Linked DNA regions of Ovis aries: region 2 is linked to region 1. A link is a contact called in public Hi-C data. All regions are on one chromosome and are shown on one strand. Each heading gives the region's core, a stretch centred on a gene start, on an enhancer-like site or on the middle of the called end of the contact. The rest is flanking DNA. Distances are from core to core; before and after follow the strand shown.

Region 1 (4,536 bases), core at 645-3,144:
TTTTTATTCCTACAGTGACCCTTAAAGTTTCTATGTATGTAATCACAAATGCACACATAAGATGCATTTATAAGCTTATTGTGCAGTTCTAAAGACAGTTGGGAAACCCAATTTTAATTTTGTTACTGAAATAATTTAAACATATATTATAGAACTGCCTCTTTTCAATCAATAGAAAGGATCCAGAAAGAGATTATACATGTAGGCACAATTTATTTTAGGTTTATTAGTGTTAGAAAAATGAAGTTGCCAAAATTCAATCTGTAACACGTACTCTGGTATTTATTTAATTTTTATGACCACTGACATCAACATACATCCTTTTCTCACACCTCAAAGAAAAACTCAGATAATTCATTTAACAGAGATTTATTACATGCATTAACCACTGATATGCTAAAACCTGGAAAATTATTTTCAGCAAATGTGTAACATTTCCTGACAATCTCCAAGAACATCTTAGTGACTCAGAATGTCCATCAGAGAAAGAGGACTTACCGGCTTTTATTTACGAGGTCTGCTCCTCGGGCTTTGTAATAATCCAGATTTGGATGGAACTGGTAGGTCACTGGTCTTGGATTTTTCTATAGAAAAAAAGCAAGAAGTTAAAATGTATAAAATTATATAATTTGTATATTAAGACAAAAATGATGAAACGATTGCTTTTATACTCTTAAAGAAAAACATACATATAATAATGATGTTTAATAATTAATGTGCTTGGTATTTTTTTCATTGTTGAAGTTTTGCCCCAACTTATCTCTGTCTGATTAAACACCAAAATTACTTAATACATTTTACTTTCACCTGCCTCAGGTCACACTGATCTCTTCCTTTCATTAGATTTCTTTTCAATAATTTTGATCAGTTTCAATATGCCTTTCCAAAATACAATCAGATAAAATTACAACAAAGCTGAGGTATTATGTAAGATGGAACACCAGTACAACCTATTCTCAGGGCTAGGAGACACAACAATGGTTAAGAAAGCTACATTTTGAAGAAGAGCAAAAAACAGTTTTTGACAACTAGGATGCTACGTACGCCCACTAGATGGCACACTGAGTCTTTCTTCTTCTAAAATGACTGTGTTATTCTGGAATTTGGCAATTCTTTTCAAGTTAGCAGTTTCTATGCATCTGTTCTTACATACGAGTTGAATAAGTACCCAGGTAGTGGACATATTATCAGGGTACCACCACAATACAAAAGCAAACTGACCAATGCACATTTTTATAAAAGCAGCAACACACTGCGCTTTCTGGCATTTAATATTATTTATAAGCTTGCAGAAATGTTCTTGAATCATTAGGCTGGGTGTGTCTACTTAAACAGGTTCTATTATTTAATGTGTCTATAATTTGTAAGTATCAAGTTCCTCGGGCAAATAAAAATTAATCAAATACACTTCTATAAAAACACACTTTTTAAAAAATGTAACACGTTAATAGCATAACCTGAATATCATTATCTCTAAAAGGTTAAACTACGTATTTTTCATTAAGAAGTTTTTTTAAAACAAGTAAATGTGATCCAGTGTTTACCTAAACATGTAATTCAAATTAATAATTTGGACCTTGAAACAGCACGCCCTGTCCTTTGAGAGAACCAACTAGACACAGAAAGGCTGGATTTTATTTTAATATAAAATTATCAACATGCTTTCATATCAGTCCTTGGAGACATAACCCCAAGGCACAGATATACTTTCATGTAGGCGGGGGACATAATTGCTAAGGTTAAATAGTTTGAAACTCATCAAGCTAACAAGCTGCATCTTAAGGCCGTAATGGACCTTTTCTTTTTCTGCTGAAAAGAGAGTATTTACACAGCTCAGCCCTTTCATATCTCTTCCAAGTCAGCCCTAATCATCTGACAAAAATGACAATCCCTTCATTTAGCTCCAGCTACTCCTCCACTGGTTTGGTATTCAGTGCAGCTCTACGATAATCAGATCTGAATTGCCTTGATGAAGACGACGGATGCCTCCATGACTGCCACACTATTAAGCCCAACAGCGCAACTTCTCGCTCTCTAGGAATTGCATAGGTTTCCTCGTGGTAGCTGATGACAACCTGGACCCAAGCATAACAGGATAAACGAAACAGGGGTCAAAACCACTGGCCGACTGACAGTGCATTCATGATTTATTTTTGAAATTAACTTTCCTAAGAGTATCACTCATGACCAGTTTTGCTCCTTATTCTCAGTACTTGGAAACATTTCGTTTTTGCTACTATAAAAGGCTTTTCTTCTCTGACTTTCAACAAATTAATAAAAGATTCTGTTACCTTTTGCTAGAAAACAATGAAAAGAAGGGAAGGCACCGTGCAGTTTCTTGAAATATCTTTATAAAGAAATGACAGCAATTCAAGACATGAAGTGCTGATCCACCAAAGCACTTAAAGCCTTTATTAGGAATGATGATCTAACTTGAACACATGAATGAGGCTCAAGCACGGCTCTCACTGAGGTCTATTCAAATTCCTAGGAGACTTACTAGTATCAAGTGACGAGGCGGCTTAAAGTGACACCACACAGGGATAGGAAAAAAAAAAAAGAATGGAAAGATGATGTTGAAAAACAGTATTTGAAATGTAAGAAAATAAAATCAGAGGTTACAGTTGAAAGTTATTCAACAGATTTTCTATCTGCTGTTACTAAAACATAAGTAGGTACACCACGGATGTTCTAGACTAGCACAGTCCCACAGACGTATAATGCAGGTCACAAATACAAGCTTCATATGTAATGTAAAAGTTTCTAGCAAGCCACATAAAAAAAGAGAAAAAAAAAAACAGAGTGAAATTACATATAATAATATTTTGTTCCATTTGACTTATCCAAAATGTTGACACTAAAAACATGTAATCAGTATAAAAATTGAGACTTTTACATGCTTTCTTTTGTACAAAGTGTTTGAAATCCAGCATATATTTTACAGATAGCACATCTGAGTTTGGACCAGCCACACCTGAAGGGCTCAATGGCCACAAAAAGACTGCAGCCACTGTAATGAGCAGAACAGAACCAAATGTCTGATATGTAAGTAAGGCAACATGTGGCTACAGAAATCACATATATAGACACATATTTATAAAAGGCACATACTTTTATACAGTAAGATTCAGTACTGACAGTTCTTTAATTCACCTATAATTCTTCTCTTTTAACACATTATTGACTGAGAGGTGTTTGCAGAAATGAATACCTGTGGCTGGCGATTTATTAAGTGAATCTCGAAATGTCTCAGGTCAATAATGTTTGGGTAACAAAAGACGTATTAATATGTCTCTGGTCAATAATGAATTAATTCAGTTACTTTTGCCTCTTCTGAATATAGTTTTACAAAGTTAATTAATTTTAGAGCAGTATCTTCTCACTCAGCTATGTGCCAACATAAGAGATGGGGTGAGATTCCATGAGCAGAAGTCTAACCTTATGCAGTGAAATCATTTTAAAAGTAAGAAGATATTTGTCTCTCTTGTTTTAAAGAATTTTTTTCCAAAACGAATTTAATAGAAATATAACAGCTTTTAATTCTTACTTTTTATAGATCTGGAATTTCCTCTAAAATTTTAGAGCCACTAGAATTCTACACACACGAAACTCTTCATGTAAGAAAGACCAGACCCCACGACAGCTGTCAGATCTTTGTTCAGGACACGTGAAGTCGACAACTTTAACCTGGTAAGTCTTTGGCAAAGGATTGGGACAATTAGCAATTATTTTAAACCCATTTCACACAGTCAAGATTTCAAGTATTATAAGCTTTTCAAAGCCAATGTGCTTTAACAAAACAAAACAACAACAGCAACAAAGAAACACCACTTGGGAGACTTTTTCATCAGAAGAAAAGATGGTAATCCTAACTTACACTGGTCTGTGTACAGAGACATAACCAATCACGTTTCATGCCCTGAGAAGTAGACATAGCTACACATGAAAATGCAGAAATCACAAACTGAATTCACCCTGGATTTACTGTGTCTTCCCTAGACCAACCTGGATGGATTTGAAATAAATCTTCCACAAGATTGCGGCTAATTTACTTCCCAGGTACCGTCCCCTCCTCTGTTAACAAGCTACTGGAGCTCATCTGAAGGCTTTCTCTTCAGCAGCGTGAAAGTGAAGTCACTTGGTCGTGTCCAACTCTTTGCGACCCCGTGGACTGTAGCCCACTAGGCTCCTCCGTCCGTGGGATTCTCCAGGCAAGAATACTGGGTTGCCATTTCTTCAGCATCGTACTTCACGGCAACACAGGAAGGAAGCTGAGGCTCCCGCCCTTGGGACAGGTGAGCTGGACCTGGGGAGGCAGCCTGGAGCCCTGCGCGCCAAAGTGCCTATCGGAAGCAGGACAGGTACCGGTAGAAACGAAGTCCTCGGGGGAAACGTGGGCAAAGGCCGGGCCAGACCAAACTCGTGCAGCACTGCGGACTTTTCAATGTGCTTCTGTTAACTTGGCACGACCAAGTCAATTTCCAAGGAGTGCCTAAATGACAGCAGTCGATGTCAGGCACAGAACGGATTGAATCC
Region 2 (4,536 bases), core at 717-3,216, 170 kb after region 1:
ACTTAACATTGTTGTTAATAACAACGCTGCTTTCACTTGGACTTATTGGTCCAAGAGAGCAGTGTTTCATACATCAAAGACACTGCTACCTGCCATGTATGTGTGTTTTAATTATTTTGATTTTCAAACCACTGAAACTTTTCATATATATTTTAAACCTAACATTTATTTCCTCTTGATTCTCTTTACATTGTTTTTATGCTTCAGTTAATTCTTAGCCACTTCAAGTTCAAGGAAATCAATTCTTGGGCTTTTTGAACATTACTTTAGTTCATTTGTATTATCTATGATATTTTAAATATACTATCCATTTCCCATTAGCTTCACATATATCACCTACATCTCACTGTTGAAATTTTGCTTTTAGTTTTAGTCAAAATGAGGAAAAAAAATGAACAAAGAACAATATAGGCGTACATCTCAGAAAACATGCTTCTGTTTAAATAGCTTATAGTCTACAAAGAGAAAACACAGATTTCAAATGGCATAATTTGTCTGAGACCATGCAGCTCCATGACCTGAAAGCAACCGTGCTTTTCAGATCAGAGAGGGAGCGTGTGAGGCAATGGCTCCCCCAGACTCTCCCAAAGCAGCTCCTACACACAGGGCCCAGCGCACCGTGGAGGCAAACGCAGCTGGCTAGATCCACTGCCGTCTCATCAAGTTCCGCAGCCTTTTAAGGCCAAGTCACACAGCACTTACGTAATGAAGGATAACTATCTGTTGGCTCAAATAAGACCCTGTGCCTTGATTACAGTGTTGGTAAAGAAGAAAGGAGACTGAGGCATGGGAAATGGAAACATTCTCTCTGAAATTCACAATTATTTAAATTTATTCAGAGGTACTTATAGTTCTAATTAAAACACAAATCTCAAACTGATGGAGAGCTCTGACAACACAGGCACATAAAGGCCACAAAATAATCTACTAATTGTCTTTCTCTTCTATGGGACGGTGTTTTGCTAATAAACTGTGATGCACAGTAAACATAATAAACATTTACTCAGTGCCTGCTGTGTACTTAGCACTTAGAGGTGTTTTTTAAAAGCATTCAGTTAAGGGAGCAAACGGATGTGTCAACCAATAATCATGGGATTAAGGCAAAGCACTGTGGCAGTTCAGAGGAGGGAGAAATAACTTTACATCAAAAAATTAAAACTCAGTGTAAAACACGATAAGTAGTATCCCCACAGGCACTGAAATGCCACCCAAAAACTTAGCTGCCAGAAGTCGAACAGTGTACAGAGGACAGAATGTGGGAAAGCTGAACCCGTTGACGGGAGCTGGACCAAAAGAAAAGTTCTTTCCAATCACAAATACAAATGGTGGCCAACAGTCTTGAACCTGGGAAAAGAATGTTAAGTACTGAGGAGTCGGCGGCGGAATTTTTCCATTTAATTAACAAGAGTAAAGAAGAGATAGTTGTTAACTTTGTGTTACATAAAACTATATAGTCTGTCGTAGCAAAAAATCTAGCAATGATGCTCTCAAACTGCTAAAAAAAAATCCATTCATGTTATGATATGTTATATTTTGGGTAAATCACTTTTAACCTTTCCAACGACCCTCCTGAGTATTTTCAACCCCTCTTTATGAATGACAAAACTGAGTCTCAGAAAAAGTAAGTAAATTGTCACAAGAGAGAAAGAATGAGAATGCGGGCCAGACCGCCCTGAATGACGGGGCTGGCAGCAGCAAAGGGAAGCGTGGTTCTCCACACACCAAAGGACGAAAAGGCCCTAAGAGGGCAGGAGAGGGATGCGCCTTGTATCTCCTTCCTTACAGCTTTAGGTTTTGAACATGAGGTCCAAAAGTATAGAGATACGTTTTCACCAGCTGGACTGAGAACGTGAGTCAGCAGATGCTGTGAGTGGTTAAGAACACAGGGGACATTTAGGTGCCTAATTGCCGCAAATGGAACAGATTATAGAGACCAGGCCCTTGAAACCTCTCATAAACATGCCCTGGTGCCACCTAGTGGCCAAGTCTCTGCAGTGCAGGCACCGGGTCCCTGAAAACATGTTCAGGGACTCACTCTCAGGAGTCTTCTCCACCACCACAGTTTGAAAGCATCAGTTCATCAGTGCTCAGCCTTCTTTATGGTCCAACTCTCACATCCATACGTGACTGCTGGAGAAATCATAGCTTTGACTAGACGGTCCTGTGTCAGCAAAGTAATGTCTCTGCTTTTTAATATGCTGTCTCGGTTTGTCATAGCTTTCCTTCCAAGGAGCAAGCATCTTTTAATTTCACTGCTGCAGTCAACGTCCGCAGTGATTTGGGAGCCCAAGAAAATAACATCTCTTAACATACTTCCCAAGATATGCACATAACATGAGTGTGAAACTGGTTAGCACCTTCTACATCTAACTGTTTAATATTTTTCTAACCTGAAGCTTGCATAAGTGACATGGCAATTTTGAAATGAAAAAATTTCTGAATTGCTCTCCCAAATGAGGATACACAGAAAAAGCCCTCTATTGTATATTTTACATAATGGTTTTGCCCCATTTTTTGGTTTTCGTTAGACAAGGAACAATGTCTCTATGGAGTTAACACAAGAAACCCCGGCACCTACAATAACTGAGCAGAGGTCACAGGCTACCCACAGTCTAGTCCTGAGGGCCTCCAGTCACTTGGTTAAGAGGTACTACTTTGCTCTTGCAGATAATGAAGTTGTGGAGTGGAATAGAGAAGGGCTGTCCCCACAGGGAAGGCTGAGACGTCGCTGCAGAGAAGGGGCAGCTGGGATGGGGGGGGGGGTGGCACAGGAGCTCTCAGCGGTGGCCGGTCAGCCAAGGCCGTCTCGTCTCTGTGGTCTGACCAGAGCAACAGCAGGACTAAAGGCCAGGCCAAGAAAAGGTGATCTTTAAACTGGACAAGATCAGAGTTAGATGGGAAGAGTATCTAAAGGCACGGAACCACAGGGAAGAAAGCTGCACCTGATGTGAAGTGGTTTAAATAACTTTACTATCCTAGAGTGCATGTCAATATGTGGAAAGACTGCCATATTAATTATGACCGTATTTGCTTTATCAAACGCAAAGGGAAAAGGACACAGTTAAATTTTTAATCTGCAGCGAAATGTGTTAAGGGAAGATTCCTCTTAATTAAAGGACTGTACCATGATTCCAATATTCACATAAAAAAGTATGTGTCTTTATAACATTTTAAAGGTATAGTTTTTTAAAATACTATTGGAATAGAACAAGGAACATCTAACTTAAAAATCAAAGGAAATGGGAGAAGCGTAAATTAGGAATGTCAGCATCAGACTCTTAAGTGTGGCCCCAGATCTGGGTAAGCTGCGTCAGGACTGCAGGTGTCGGGATCAACCAGATAAACACTGATGTGATCTGTAATTACCTCATTTTTAGCTTAAATCACAGGTAATGAGGGAACTCAGAGACTCTAAAAGGCAATTAGAAACTGTACTGGCTTTTTTGCTTCCTATATCAGGAATTTTTAAAAACTTACTTTTATTCAAAGCTTTTTTCCCCTTCATAACAAAACATCAGGGCATATTACTTATACATAAATACTCATAAAGACAACTCACAATTACTCACAAGCCTAAAATGGATTTCTTCGTATTTCTAGGTGGAAAATGCTCTCATGTGGTGCAGCACCATTGAAACAAAGGCAGCAGGCAGTTCGGGGGGGTGAGGCAGTTCGTTAAAATCAACTTACTATCATGCTTTGATTCAGTTTTCAGATTTAACTGTGACTCAAGAAAGTTTGAGCCTCCAACTCAATGTGCACATGGTAGGTAATGAAGAACGGCGTTAGCAACAGTTCTGGACTGCCAGACATAGGCTCTACTAAGCATGTGAAACATAGCTACTGCAACTGGACAATGACAGACCTTATTTTAGTTAATTTAAACCTAAATTCAAGCAGCCCCACGCAACTAGTGGTTCCTGTATCGGACAGTGAAACACAAGGTGCTTTAGGACGATAACCACACACACATTTCATTTTGTAAAGTAACACTACAAAGGCTCAAGGGATGTAAAGATAAATACGCATATGACACACACTCAGATAGCGTTGCTGGGGAAAGAAGACAGAAATACCTTAAAAGTCAGACAAGACAAATGGTTTCAAAAAATCAAGACGATTCTGTAAGAGAGGTAACATAGAGGAAAAGTCACTGCAAGTAAAGCCAGTTACACAGGCAAACGTTTGCTTTTCTCCGTTTCTCGCCCGCTGCCTCTCACTGCCTGCGCTTCCGCCCTGCCCCGCCCTCCGCTCCTGCTTCCTCCCCCTGCACTCACAGACACCCCGACACACAAAAGGCTTGCAGTGACATCTATGGTCCAGTCCATCTACAAGTTACTAAAAGTTAGTGACACTGGAAAGAATTAGACCCAAGATCTGAACTGTGAGCATAACCTAACCACACTCAGCAAGAGACTGGCTCCAAGACCCAGGAAATGACCATTAAAAATGAATACCAATGGGCCATGCGATCAAATAAACTTTAGTTTAAGGTCACTGTGTGCTTTCTAATTTGTTAGACTAACATACCTAGGA

Evidence for each region. Hi-C and Micro-C count contacts between places; a contact is called where the count stands out from the background.
Region 2: a contact with region 1 is called in a Hi-C map of hypothalamus, with 5 times the contacts expected there. The contact joins two enhancer-like sites. A contact is called at or near these places in 6 of 16 Hi-C or Micro-C datasets (hypothalamus, liver, muscle and 2 more).

Annotation. Positions count from the first base shown.
Region 1 is chr1:275,224,052-275,228,587 of ARS-UI_Ramb_v3.0, forward strand. It overlaps TBC1D5 (TBC1 domain family member 5), which reads right to left. Exons shown (of 24, transcript XM_060396797.1): 17 at 499-584. Among named protein-coding and RNA genes, the nearest start is that of TRNAS-GGA, 11 kb to the right of the region's middle. Within about 2 kb of position 1,895, at least 7 of the 54 cell types and tissues checked have an H3K27ac peak or open chromatin away from gene starts, as enhancers often do. A contact at or near this core is called in hypothalamus, where this site is marked.
Region 2 is chr1:275,396,010-275,400,545 of ARS-UI_Ramb_v3.0, forward strand. All of the region lies in intron 5 of TBC1D5 (TBC1 domain family member 5), which reads right to left. Among named protein-coding and RNA genes, the nearest start is that of TRNAW-CCA, 30 kb to the right of the region's middle. Within about 2 kb of position 1,967, at least 6 of the 54 cell types and tissues checked have an H3K27ac peak or open chromatin away from gene starts, as enhancers often do. A contact at or near this core is called in hypothalamus, where this site is marked.